Linked DNA regions of Mus musculus: region 2 is linked to region 1. A link is a contact called in public promoter capture Hi-C data. All regions are on one chromosome and are shown on one strand. The core of a region is the stretch at or near the end of the contact, and the rest is flanking DNA. Distances in the headings are between cores, read along the strand shown. Region 1 holds the start of Gnpnat1 (glucosamine-phosphate N-acetyltransferase 1). Region 2 holds the start of Fbxo34 (F-box protein 34).

Evidence for each region. Capture Hi-C pulls out chosen DNA fragments and counts their contacts.
Region 2: a promoter capture Hi-C map of liver shows a contact between it and region 1, with 4 times the contacts expected there. The contact joins the promoter of Fbxo34 here to the promoter of Gnpnat1 in region 1. A contact is called at or near these places in 1 of 39 promoter capture datasets (liver) and 1 of 9 other capture datasets (liver).

The regions. Positions count from the first base shown.
Region 1 is chr14:45,386,122-45,393,435 of GRCm38.p6, reverse strand. It overlaps Gnpnat1 (glucosamine-phosphate N-acetyltransferase 1), which reads left to right and starts at 4,640. Exons shown (of 6, transcript NM_019425.2): 1 at 4,640-4,688. It overlaps Gm41143 (a long non-coding RNA gene), which reads right to left and starts at 1,703. Exons shown (of 3, transcript XR_874578.1): 1 at 1,600-1,703.
Region 2 is chr14:47,468,160-47,475,473 of GRCm38.p6, reverse strand. Fbxo34 (F-box protein 34) reads right to left here and starts at 2,913. Exons shown (of 3, transcript NM_001146086.1): 1 at 2,757-2,913.

The sequences.
Region 1 (7,314 bases), core at 3,391-5,890:
GCCTCTGCCTCCCGAGTGCTGGGATTAAAGGCGTGAGCCACCACGCCCGGCTTTTTAACCATAACTTTTAATTTTACCTAAAGTATCAGAACCACTTGAAGTTTTTCTTATAACTGGAGCTGTGTCCTATAATGAGCTCCACAGTTTCTGAACGGGGCTAAGAGACTGCCCCTTTAGTTTTTTGTCTTTTTTTTGAGCAGAGTCCCATTCTTATGGGACTTTGGTTTACATTCACTTTTCCAGTGTTTGTCACAACGCTGGAAAGGACCCAAAGGAATGTTCTTCTTGTCTCCTGAGAGATTTTTACAATCTCTCAGGTGCCCCAGTTTTTTACAACCGAAACATGTAATTCCATCAGTAGCGCTGAATGTCTTTCCTTTCTTTGCTTGGGTGTAAGCTATCTCCTGAATTACAGCCGGTGAGGCATTTACACATGCTTTAATATAATCTTGTAGGGAACTTGTCTTGCGGATTGGTCTGTTCAGGTCTTGGCACAAGGTGTTCACGTATTCCCAAGCCAATTGTTTTATTAATATATCAGTTCCTTCCGAGGGGGTAAGCATCCTAGAAACTGCCTCTTCCAATCTAGCCACAAAACCTTCATAAGACTCATCATGTTTTTGCCTAATTCCTGAAAGGACTGTGGACTTAGCCTTAGGTGGAGGTAAACTCTGCCAGCTGGATACGGCTATCTGATTGATTTTCTTCAACACTGCCTTTGGGGTTTTCAGCTGTGCTGCTGGTCTAGCATAGTCTTTTTGCCCAAGAAGCATAGGTACCGTGGGTTTAGCTCCATTTTTCAATGTAGATTTTTCCTGAGCTAACTTTCTGGCCCTCTCTTCATACTCTGTTCTCCAGAGAATGAAATCTCTGGGAACGAGAGTAGCCTTTGCTGTTTGGTGCCAATCACAAGGGGTCAGCCACTGGCTTACTACTGCATCCAGAATCTGTAAAGTATAAGGTGCAGTAGGGCCCAGCGTTTTTACTGCTGACTGTAATTCCTTAAGAGTTTTTAATGGCAAAGGTTTCCATCACGGCTCACTCCCTTCGCAAATTACCCGGGTAAGTGAGTGTGAGATCTCCTAGTAAAGACTCCTTCTCACTGCTGTCTTGGTAGCTGCGAAAATGATCTCTTCTCCCCTTAAATTCACACTTTCTCATTCCCTCAGTAATATCCCATTCAACATCACCTTCACTGTCAGTAGTCTCTGATTCACTTTCCTCTACCCTTCTCCCTTTCTTGCCTGTACGGTTTAATTTCTTATAGAACTTTCTCATATCCTTACCTACACACGTCCAATCTTCTAATGTTAAGCTTCCCTCCTCTGGAAACCAGGGACTGATTTTTTGCACGAAATCATAAAATTCTTGTAAAAATTTATCCGAGACTTTTAGGCCTCTTCCAGACAACATGTGCTTGAAAACCGAGAGAAACAGCCTCTTCTCTTTAGATTCTGACTGCCCCATGATAAAAACTTACTCGTCCTTTAACTGATCTACGAATCAGCCTGTCTGCAGCACAGTCCGATGAGATCCTGTCTTTGCCTGAGAAAATAAAGAAGAAAAAGAAAAAAGAAAGAAGAAGAACTAAAGACTAACTCGCTCTGGTGTCCCTGTTCGGGCGCCAGCTGCTGCAGACCTTCTGGGTCCCTGTGTCTGCGTGGAACGGGGTCTCTCGACGCGGGTGGGCAAAGCGTGGATGAACGACAAACAGACACACACACAGGAGAGTTCATGTGGAATCAATCTGAGTGTAATTTTACAACTTGAGCATCAGACTTTTTATGCAGAGGACAATAAGGAAGTTGGGTGACATATTCGCAAGGTACAATTGAGGTAACCGGAATCTTACATAAAACAGAGGAATGCAAACACAAAAGGTCTAACAGGAACCACCCAGGATAGAATACATTGATAACAGCTGGGATCAACAAGGGCTCCACCTAAAATTCACTAATCTTAGAAGCCAGGGTCAAGGGCTTCCTGTCCTTGCCATAGTTCCTATTTTAGTCTCTTGTATAGTCCACCTTCCCCTTAGGCCATTGTAAATACGTGTGTATGGGTGTAACTCTGCTATAGAATCTATTCTGGTTTCTCCTTTGGTCTGAAACTTCCTTCTTCCTTAGTGATGGTAAATTCCTGTGTAAGGGAGTGACTTAGCTTTTACAATCTTACTGAATTCCAAGACCAAGGTCTTGCTAAGGACGAACTAGGACTGTTGGAACACTGGTGGAAGGCTTAAGCCATGTCAGAATTCAATTTTAAAAAGCACTTATAATAGGAAAATACTGAAAGAGAGCACGTGGATCCATACACTAGACTAACGCAGGAATGGAACGCGGGAATGAAAAATTACTGTATGGGTAGGGAATGCTAGACTCCAGGAGAAGAGCTTCCTTGAAACTCTTTTGCCTCATGAGTGACTTTTAAGCCTTTCGGCTTGTCCAGTTGACTCGACCGGAGAGCGTAGCACCTTAGCAAATATGTTATCCCAACACTACAACGCTTGATATGCAGAGGGCACAACACGTGGTCAGCGGGTGAATGGCTGCACTGATGTGGGGAGATATCCACCATATAAATTCAGAATACAGTTCACATGTATTGTGCTGCCCTGAGTGAAAGGAGAGACAGGGGATTGTAAAAGACGTAGCGGTGCTCACTAACTATGCCCTGTTCCAGTTAGCTAGCAGTTTTAGGCAAGGCTGTGTTTACTAATTGGCCAGTCATTGTGAGTGGAACATCAGCCTGAGTTAATCGGTAAAGGTCTACCTGTGATTTTCTAGTCTCTTTTCATTAAAGATATGATTTATTTCAGAGTATAGTATTTTTGTGACAGGGTGGTCTGGGCCCCTATGAGATTGCATCGAGTAATTACGCTGCCATTTCTGAGTAAGACATGCAGTTAACTAACAGGTTTTGTTGCACTGGAATTTGGGTAGATGTTCCTCATTTCACCATACTGTAGTTTATTCCTTCTACACACACATACATGTACACAAACTAGCATCTTAAGCACATATTACAGGCCAGGATACATGTTGAATGTTTTATTTGTATTGCTTTATTAGACCGTCACAGTGTCAGATTAGGTACCAGATACCACCAAAGATTAGGAAGCTGTGTCACAAATGTTCAAAGCCACAAGTAAAATGGAAGCACAGCAAAGGAAATTCACATAATCCGAAGACATTTCTACCAAGCTGTTAACATAATGTTAATTCTACAGGCGAAGCCATGGGGACACATGACTTTTTATTCTGTATTTCTCTGATGCTGCAAGTTTTAAAATAAGCAAAATAATGTAGTAAGACATTAAAAAACAAATATTTTGGCTGGCGGGATGGCTCAGTGGGTAAGAGCACCCGACTGCTCTTCCAAAGGTCCAGAGTTCAAATCCCAGCAACCACATGGTGGCTCACAACCATCTGTAACAAGAACTGACTCCCTCTTCTGGTGTGTCTGAGGACAGCTACAGTGTACTTACATATAATAAATAAATCTTTAAAAAAAACAAATATTTTAATGAGTTCAGAGATGGAAGTGGTATACGTCTTGGTATATTCAAGACATTTCTTCCTCCTCCCCTATCTATCTATCTATCTATCTATCTATCTATCTATCTATCTATCTAGTGACAGCATTTCTCTACATATTCGGGGCTGTATTTGATCTAATTGTGTAGAACTGTCTTGAACTCACAGAGATGCACAAAGCCTCTGGTCTCTAGTGCTGGAATTAAAGGCATGCACCAAGTACTACACACACACACACACACACACACACACACACTCGCTGTGTGTGTGTGTGTGTGAATGTATGTATGTATGTATGTATATCTCCAAATCTCTGCTTCCTCACTTGTCAGATGACACTAAATGACACTTAAGAGAGAGACACTGGAGGTAGGAACCTTCCCAGGACTGAGATTACAGAACAAGCACAGTATTTGCTGTATACTGTAAGATGCTTTCAGGGCCCTGGCCTCTACCCCACTCTTCACTGCCTGGAGAACGTAGCCACTTCTTGCCCAGAGTAAGCTGAAATGTTCCGGGTGTCATAGGAAGCAAAGGGCTGCAGTGGAAAGCTCAAGAGAGCTCAAGGGTGAGTGGTTCCAGCTCAGTTTCTAGAAGACAGAAGCCCAGCCTTGTCTCAGACATTTGACAATCAGGAGATGTAATCACCAGTCCTGTTAATGGACTGCATGCAAGTGAGGGAGGGGGACGATGGGACTGACAGGGTAGGAGCCTTAGGGCTCGGAGAATGAAAGGAACCCACACCGGTCATCGCGGTAGGCTGCTTATACTCCTATGGCTTTATTTTCAGATAAGGTGTGAGAGCGACGGTGGTACTCTCGTGCAGTGAGCGAAAGGCAAGTCTGGAAGGTAAACTGATGACGCAAGCTTTGCCCCTGGTCTTTGCCCCACGCCCCGCCCCGCCCCGCCCCGCCTCGCCTCCGGAGCCCAGGAGTGGTGTGCGTGGCCGTGCCTCCGCGTGCGCAGCGGTGCGTGAGGGCGGGGCAGGGCAGAGGCGTTGGTCCGGCCACGTTTGGCCTGGCGGTTCCGGCTGCGGCGCGTGGGGGCGCACGGGGGGCGGGGCTGGAGCTGCAGCCGGATCCGGATGCGGCGGCGCTTTGACCCGCAGGGAGACTGACGCGCCGGGACTGGAGCGTGGTCCGCTCCAGTGCGGTGAGGCGGCCTGGGGCTGGGACGCGAGGGCTGGCGGGCTTGGGACCGCAGAGGCTGAGACGCCCTGCCCGGGAGCCGGGCGGCAAAGCTTGATGCCCGGCAGTCTGGCCGGGCAGGGTCTTGGAGGGCCTAGGAGTGTCCGTGGCGTGGGAATGGGGGACGGTCCTCACCTTTTCTGCCGCCGTCCCTATGAAAGGGCGCGAACCCTCGGTTCCCTTTTACGGGTGTAGCGGTCAGAGCCGCTGAAGACAAGCACCGGCTCTGAAGAGCCCCAGCTGCGCAGACTGTATGAAACCTGGGGTGGGGGAACCTAGAACTTGAACCTCTAGAAACACCAACTGTGTGGTTTCTATTATGTGTTAGAGCTAATGTTTATGTAAGGCAAGCATAAAATTTGTTCCTGTAAAAAAATAAATGGGGGTTTGTTTGGGATTAATTAATCCAAGAGTAGGTCTCAGGAAATGGATTCATTAAGGTAGGAATTGTATGATTCAAACAGATTCCATGATGCAAAGATTGTCATCTGTTGACTTTCCTGCAGTAATGCTCTATGGGAAAATGAGAGGATCCTCATTCCAGGCCACTCATTTGTTGATGAGTGTTAACTAACCTTAGGGCTAGTCTTGGAAACTCGGTGCTCCCAACTGTGCAACTAGACTTGGGGCTAATCAGATCGTGTAGATTAAGTACACTAACGGGAAAGACTTCTTGCTTCATGAAATACTACCTTTCATGAAGATACTCGGAGCTGTCTACTTATCTGTCTGTCTACCTGTAACCTATCACAGCGAGTTTGATTTGGCTGCAGATCATGTTTAGAAATGTGTGAATCCTGGTCTTCAATCTTCCTACTTGTTGCTCCGCTGTTTTTCAGGAAGCAGCCGCTCCCCATCTATATCCAGACTCATTCAGAGGCTGGGAAACCAAACTTGAAGTTGGGTGTATGTCTTTTGTCTTCTCACTTGTGGCCATGTGGCAATCTTTTTTTCTACATGACTTTCTGAAATGTGATTTCTAGATAATACCTTACGTCATTCATTATTCATTGACTAGAGGTTCACTGGACTAGGGCTTAGGCAATACTCAAGCATTGTAAACAAATGCTAATTTAGAAGTTAAACCCTACTGGGTAGAGGGGGAGGGGCTTTTAGTTAGAGTTTACAACCAAACTTAGAGAGGAAGTTAGGTGGTGACCTTTAAGTGCTACAGAATGAAGGCTTCTTGTAGTTTTGTTTTGATAAAACAGCCTGTGTAGCAGGGGCTAGCCTTGAACTTGGGTGGGGGGGGGAGTAGTAGAGAGGGGTACCTTAGAACCAGCTTTTTAAAAAAATCTCCATGTTTAATCAACTCCAATAATTAGTTTTAAAGTGTGTGTGTGTTTGAGATAGGTGTGACTGGGTAGCCTGCTGTCCTTGAGTCCCACACAGTCCATGCTTCAGCCTCCCTAGCACTGAATCCAGGTCTTTGCCACCTCACCTGAATTTTTATTAGATTGTAATTAGGCATGACCTCTGTCAGCATCATAAACTGTGTCTTTATGACTAGGAAGAAAGGCTTTTTTTTCCTTTGGATTTTATAAATCTCATTTAAAAAGAGGTTTGGCTCTCATCAGATCCTTTGTGTTTAACCAGACCAATGCCTGTCCTCATCTAGTTAGTAATGAACGCTAGAAACTGATGGAATGTTGCTGTCCAGTATGGTGTGGGACACACCTGTAATCAGCCTGGGGAATATGGAAACAGGAGAACCAAGAGTTAGAGGGAGGCTGGAGAGGTTGGCTGAGAGAGTAAATCATTTGCAGTGCAAGACTGAGAACCAGAAATCTGATTCCCAGAGCGCACGTAAAGAAAATAGGGTGGGCTTAGTAGCCCACCTGTAATGGTGTCATCAGGAGACAGAGAAGTCCTTTGAGTAAACTGACTATTCTCACCAACCTAAAAACTGAGTCGTGGGTTTGGAGAGAGATTGAAGAAGACGCCTGATGTCAACCTTGGGCCTCCTCCACTCTCACAGGCACACACACATGTGCACACATACAAACATGCCCACACAAACTCACACATACAATGAAGGGCGAGAGGCCAACCTAAGCTACATGATGAAACTGTTCTTAGAAAGTGACCTCCTGGCATTGTTCTTTCTTCACTATTTATGTGGCTTCCTTGTAGATCATGTACTTTCTCACCCATTGACTTAGGGACCTGGGTAGCTGATCAGTGGAAAGTAGCTAGAAATTACTGTGCTAATCACAAGTTGCCTTTTTCTGCTTGCCCCTTGAGCTGCTCACCTTTGCCAGGAGCATAGCTTATCAAAAATGGCCTTTTCAGTATGGGTGGAGATAGCTTAGTGAAGGATAAAGGGGGAACAGGGAGAGCTAGAGTGGGGCCCATGTGGGATGGACACAGCTTTCATGCCTTCGTTTAGTTACCTGGAAGCTTCAGGGTTTAATTTGTGGGTACTAAAGTGCCTCAGCTATCCAGTGTAACATGTAGCTATGTAAACGTGTCATTTTATTTAGAAGCCTTTAACGATTTCTTTTGTAAATCAATTATTGATAACCCATGAGTTCTTTAAAATCCTTTGGTGTCAATCACATCTTGCTTTCCCTTTCCCAACATCCTCGCTG
Region 2 (7,314 bases), core at 1,664-4,163, 2.1 Mb before region 1:
CAAGAGTCTGCTTTTCATGTGACTCTCTCCTCCAATCGGGTCATGACGGGAGGCTGGAGAGATGGTTCCGGGGCTCAAACCACTGGCTGCTCTTCAGTTCTCAGCGCCCACATGGCAGCTCACAATCATCTCTGTAACCAGTTCTAGGGTTTCCAACATTCTATTCCAACCTCAGCAGCCACCACACATGGCACATACATGGCCATACATGGTACACATGCACACAACAGGAAAAACTGGAAAACTAAATAAGTTTTTAAAATTCTCATTAAATTCTGGTCCTAACATCCTTTCTATTAATACCTTATGGCATAACTTCCAGTCTTTTTAAAGCCAAATCCTTTATCTGATGACTAGAGTAAACAAGCTTTTTGAGGCTGGGAAACTATAATCAATACACTAGCAGAGAGGGCCCACTCTTCATAGACAGCTCCTTATCTATTCACACCTGGTCTTCCCAGGGTCCTGCAAAAATACCTTCACCCCTTTCTCGCAACAGCCCCACAGCTCTTAACCAACTGCAGCAACAACTCAAAAATCTAAAGTGCAGACTTTCATCTCAATGGGTATGAATGAGAATCAAAGGTGAGCTTCACCAGGAAGCAAACTGCCATCTCAACCTCAGCCTGTGAAACCAAACAGCTCAAGTGCTTCCAAAGCACACTGGTGAGTCAGGCCCAAGTCCCGGGGGAGTAGGACACGCACTGACAAATAAGCCGCTCCTTAGAACTGTCACCTAGCACAGAATCTCCCACACGCATGTTAAACCTTACAGTTCCCCAGTCTCTCTGACTTCAGAGTCTGCTTTCCAGACAAACTATGCTGCACTGCGGACTGGGCTCCTACAGAACCAAGCAGTAGCCACTCCCGTGGCTTTTCTGGACACAGGCCACGCTACAAATCTCTTCAACCTGGACTTGTTAGCCAAAGGCTCTACAGGTCTTAGAGGTAAGCCCCATCCCTAAAACTCTCCATCATGGCCCACTTCTTGGGGACGGGGTGGGGCCTGTTTGGACTCCAAAGCTCTCCAGAGCAACATACTTTGAAATATAGGTGAATACTGAATGTCTTCACAGACTGTGCTAGTGTTCGTGGTTTTGCTCTCTCCTCCTCCTCCACCCCCCCCACACACCGAGTCTCTCTGAAGGAGACTGAGCCACACAGATCTAGACAAAGTTTAAGATCTCTAGAGAGGTGGCCACTGTGACTTAGATCACACCTGGGTTACTTAGACACTAGAATGTGAGGACCTTCAGAGCCTTTAAGTCATCCAGGTTCCTTGCCGGGCAGGGCAGCTGTAAAGCTCTGACGTGCCTTAGGGATTACTGTCCTGATGAACAGCACCTGGTACCACCGACCTACACTAATCTCCTGATCCAAAGTTCACCTGGCTGCTCCCGGCATGCGCTAGCCATCTCTCTTCTCATTGACAGCATGGCCAGCCTACTGTGTTCCACTCTTCCCCTCCATCCCTCTTAGTATGAAGTGTCCTATGTAACTGCTTCTGGGCCCTCGTGTCACTACGGGCAGTCAAGAGATGTGTGCTTGACCGCCAGTGCGCCAGTGCTTCTATGCAGGTCTACTATCTTTTCAAAGCCTGAGAAAAATCAACATTCACAAAATCACCTGCTAAAATTTATCATTTCACATTCGGAAGCACTACTGACAAAATGTAAGTCGCCTGACCCCAAAGGTAGTCCTCAGATGTGTTATATTACGTTACAGCCTAGTCTTGGGGTGGGGGTGGGCTGCAAAGCAGAGGCTTATTGCTGAGCTATAATCACAGAAAAAAACAAATGTCCCTGATAAAACGGGGGAGGGGGGGGCAAGAAACACCAGGATAAATTACATCATCGGGGGATTATTATTTAAGAAAAATGTTGGATTGATTCAAGCTCCCCTTCTTTGCAAGACAAAGTTCATTCAAGATCTGCTTGCCTTGGTCATTCGCTAACAAGCAGATCACTGGCAAAAAAAAAAAAAAAAAAGATAAAGCCAACTAAATTATCAGCCCTCCAGTTGGTTCAGCCCCCGCGCACCCTTTCCCAGCAACTGCTACATCAAACCATCAAACTGAGTTTAGCTTCCTGAAGGCACAGTGAACACCCTAATACCCCTTCCACGCCCAACCCCCAAGATCCCTCATATCTAAACCGAATGTCCTTAAACTGTACTACTACCGATGCTCTCCGAAATGAAGTTTAAGCACCTGACAATTATTACATCCAAACTGTACGAAGCCGAGATCCCAAGATTTTGGTTCAAATCTGCTAGGACCGAACTTCCTTTTTCTCCCCGCGGGTCCTCCCAGCCCTTCCGCGCGCCAAGGTCGCCACTCGGGGCCTGCAGTGACATCACGGTCTGTCTCGGTAGAGCCCTGACATCACCCGCACGCCGAGCCTCGGCACTGTGACCTCACCACCGCAGGCTCGCACGCCAGGGCCCCCCGGGGAGGGTGGAGGAGACGCGCCGCTCACCTGCACGGGGACACCCGGAGCCCCGCGCCCCGCACGCAGCCCACCCGCGGCGGCCTAGCTTGGGTCGCCGGACTCCGGGCCCAGGGAGCAGCCGGGCGCACGACCTCGGGGCCAGGCCGCGAGGACGGCTCTCTGGAGGACGCTGCGGCGGCGGCACCCCGAGCACGGCGAGCCGCGGTCCCCGCCCCCAACGTTCGGCCCTGCCGCGGGGAGCAGCGGGAGCCGCCACGGTGTCCACCTGCCCCGCGCCCCGCAGCCCCGCGCCCTCGCCCGGCCCACCTGTGCTTCTGCCGGGCCAGGGCCTGGCCCGGGGCTGCGGCAGCCCGATGCGGCGGCGGCAGGCCTGACTCGCTCCCCGACACTGAGGCGGACCAGGAGCTCAGCGCTGAGCGGCGGAGCCCAACGCTCGCCCCGAAACCCATTTGTTGGCTAAACCGGCGTGACATCACGCGCCGGCCCAATCGACGGTTGCCCGGGGGCGGGGCCGCAAAGCCTGCGTGCGCCAGCGCCCCCTGCGGGCGGCCGCGAGCGCTGTGGGGAGAGATGGGAGCTGCCAGGACAAGCGCCTACAAGCCTGGTGTGGCGGGAGATTGGGGAGTTTGAGTGTCACTGCACAACAAGGACCCTAACCCTAGAGCACAGTTAGAGTGACAAGTTCATTAACACTCCCAGGTGCTCCAGAAGCCTTAATACGTTTGACCCTGTTAGATATCCAACATGTCTGGGTTCTAATCTTGGTTCTACCACTAGCGTATGGTTCTATTTCAATTTTTATTTTTATTTATTTTATTTTATTTATTTATTTATTTATTTATTTATTTAGGAGACAGAGTTTCTCTGTATAGCCCTGGCTGTCCTGGAACTCACTTTGTAGACCAAGCTGGTCTCGAACTCAGAAATCCGCCTGCCTCTGCCTCCCGAGCGCTGGGATTAAAGGCGTGTGCCACCACACCCGGCTCATCTATTTCAAATTTTTAAAATGAGCTATTTAGCAAGCCCATGGCCCTGGGTTTGATCCTGATGTCCTACACACTGGGCATGTTGCTTCATATCTGTAATCCCAGAGTTTGGGAGGTGATGTCAGGTGCGCCACAGGTTCATGGTCACCCTCAATGGCAAAGCAAATTTGGGATCAGCGGGAGCAGGGCGCGGGTCCTCTCTGTTAAGAACACTGGCTGCTCTTCCAGGGGAATTCAATTCCCAGCACACCACAAGGTGGTTCGAAACTTGTCTGTAACTGCAGCCTCATGGAATCAGACGTCTTTTTCTGGCCTCCACAAACACTGCATGCACGGAGACAAAACACTATACACATAAAAAAAATTTTTACAAAAGAATATATTTTCCATAAAATTATGGCAGAAGTACCTACCAGAAAGTACATAAACTTTAAAGTTAAACTGCTAATCTACAAGAGCCTTGTAAACTTATCAGTGAAAGAAAAAAAAAAAAAAACAACAACAACAAGAAGACTCAGCACTTAAGAGCACTAGCTGCTCTTCTAAAGTACCCAGGTTCAATTCTCAGCACTCTCGTGGTGGCTCACAATTATCTGTTACTTCAGTCCCAGGGGATCCAAGACACACATCTGGTGCACACATGTGCAGGCAAAATAGCTATACACACAAAATTTTTTAAACAGCCTCACATCAGAAAATAAAAAACCTCTTGTGAAACGTGTGTGTGAAGTCTTAAAGAATCAAAATGTAGAAATAGGACCAGTGAGATGCTGCAGCAGATGAAGGTACTGACACTAAACCTGACACCCTGAGTTCAATCCCTACGACCCACCTGGTAGGATGAAAAGATGTCCTCTACATGTGGGCCGGAGTATGTGAATACCACCCATACAGACACACACACACACACACACACACACACCACACACACATACACATACACACACACACACAAATACACACACACATACACACATACATACACACACACACACACATACATACACACACACACACACACACACACACACATGCGTGGGCTGGAGTATGTGAAAAACCCTCCATACACACACACACACACAAATTTGCAATTTTAAAATATAAAACTAAGCCAAGCATGGTAGTACACATTTGTAATCCCTGAATTTGGAAGGCTGAGACAAGAGGTTGTGGCAGTTCAAAGCCACTCTGGGCTACTTAGCATGTACCGGGTTTCCTGGGCTGTATCCCTTTCTCATTTCCATGATCAAAATACTTAACAAAAGCATCTTAAGAAATTAAGGACTTATCTTGTAGCGCTGGAGAGATGGCTCAGTGGTTAAGAGCACTGGCTGCTCTCACAGAGGACCTGGGTTTGGTTCCCAGCACTCACATGACCTCTCACAACCTGCTGTAACTACAGCTTCAGGGGCTCTGACACCTTCTGGCCTCCAAAGGCACCAGGCAGATATGACGCACAGACATAGATGCAGGCAAAGCACTCATAAAATATAAAGTTAGTAAATGGAGATATTTTCATTAAGGGGGGGTATGTTGCTCACAATTTGAAGCAGAGAAGGCATGAACAGGCATGAACATGGCAGCTGGCATCCACAGCCAGGAAGCAGACAGGAAGGAGAGGTAGATGATGGTTCTCAGCACCTTTCTGACGGAGCCACCAACGTTTGGGATGAGCAGCACAATGCTTTGAATATACCTGTGTGTGTGTGTGTGTGTGTGTGTGTGTGTGTGTGTGTGTGTGTGCGTGTGTAGGCTCCAGGGATGGAACACTTAGGTCATAAGACTTCTGCAAGAGTTTTACCCACTTAGCCATCTCCCTAGATACAGTATCAAATTCTTAAAAGAAAAACAAAGCCCTGGCTTTTTAAACCACAGCACAGATACGGCACTAGAGCCCAGGGAACCAGAAAGAACTTTTGATAACACGCTACTGATGTGTAAGCCATTGTTGTCTCAGAACAACAGTGTCTGTGCTAGTCTTCAAAGTGCCAGTCCTTTAACACACGGAACTCCCAGAAGCAGCACAGAAAGGTGGGGCGGTGCTTGGGAACACCAATGGAGATGTTCAAGCGGAGGACTGCCATGAGTTCCAGGTCATTCTGAACTAGTCAGTGAAACCGGCTCCCAAAAACCACAAACCAAGTCAAGCAACTAGACTATATGTAAATGTAATATGTAAACATAAATGCAACAAATGTTGCATCTTAACAAACTGCAAGGCTAAGGCATGTGTGCCTGTGCTGGCATTCAGAAAACAAAGGCTCAATTGCCGCAAGTTCAAGGCCAGCCTGGGCTACAGAGCAAGACAGGTTTTAAGTGTGAATAGAGATAGTTCAACTTGGAAAAGGTTAAAAAAAAATGGCTTCATTGATTTCTGCTGTACACTTAAACTTGGCTAGGTAAGCAATTTTGTCCATTAATATATTTAAGGGCAGGGTCTCATTTACCCCTGGCTGGCCTTGAACTCACTAGGGGCTGAGCACAATGCCACATCTGTAACCACAGGACTCTAGGCTGACGCAAATGGATCTTGCATTCCAGGCCATTCTGAGCTGCAGTGAGAAACCTGTCTCAGCACACAGACAGGGAGATAGAGAAAGGGGATTGGTCATTGAAGGCCACAGTCTTAAAATAAAACCAAAAAAAGTATGAGAATGGCATGACTGAAGATCGCTGCTTAAGCCTAGGATTCTGGTTAAAAATCAAACACGAAGGAACAGAATTGGAAAGCGCTGTATCCTGTTATCAGGATCCACCCTAATGCAGATTTTGAGGATAGGAAAAGTCTCTGTTCTACTTCTTGCATGGAATTCTGTAGCTGAAGGAGGCATGGAGACACAGCTAAAGCCGCAAGTCAAGACCTCCCTAGCCATCCTACCAAGTCTCCTGAAAGTATGTTCTTTCATAAAACTATAGAGTTCACAACAGGAATTCCACTCATGATGTATCATTTCCTGTAGCTTGATGGGGAACTGAGTTTTACTCATATGTAACTAACCAAGTTCCGATGCTTAGGAACTACTTGGTAAGCAAAGGTTGAGGGGGGTGCTTTTAAAGTTTTTCTTCTGTAAGATTAACCATGAGATTGTACTAAGAAGTAGTTAGCCCCTGCAGTCACGAGAGGCAGGCATAGTTGAGAAATAGATGGAGAGATGAGAGACATCTTTTAGATCCCCAAAATCATCCTGAGACATCCTACATGACCTCAGCCAGTGAAGTCAGATGGGAGAATCTATGAAGACTTTGACCCTGAGGTCTGAAGTCGATCGAGTAGAAACCCAGAAGTGGGGACTTCTTACAGCAAAAGGCTCAGGAGTTGCACCCAGAAAACCAGGATAACAACACTGCCTCAAGAATTAGAAAAAAATTCATAAAAGGGGAATGCAACCTGGTGTATCCTGATGATTATTAGAAAACACAGGGCTGGTGAGATGGCTCAGTGGCTAAGAACACCCGACTGCTCTTCCAAAGGTCCGGAGTTCAAATCCCAGCAACCACATGGTGGCTCGCAACCATCTGTAACAAGATCTGACGCCCTCTTCTGGAGTATGTGAAGACAGCTACAGTGTACTTACATATAATTAATAAATAAATAAATCTTTTAAAAAAAAAGAAAACACAAAGAATTAAAGCTACCTTCATCCCAAGGACAAAAAAAAAATCAGGTTTAAGGTAGCAATTCATGTAAATAATTACCACCACCACCATTATCATCATCATCACTGTCATCACCACCATCATCAGCACCATCACCATCATCACCACCATCATCACTGTCATCACCACCATCATCACCACCATCACCACCATCATCACTGTCATCACCACCATCATCACCACCATCATCACCATTACCATCACAGTAATCATCATCACTG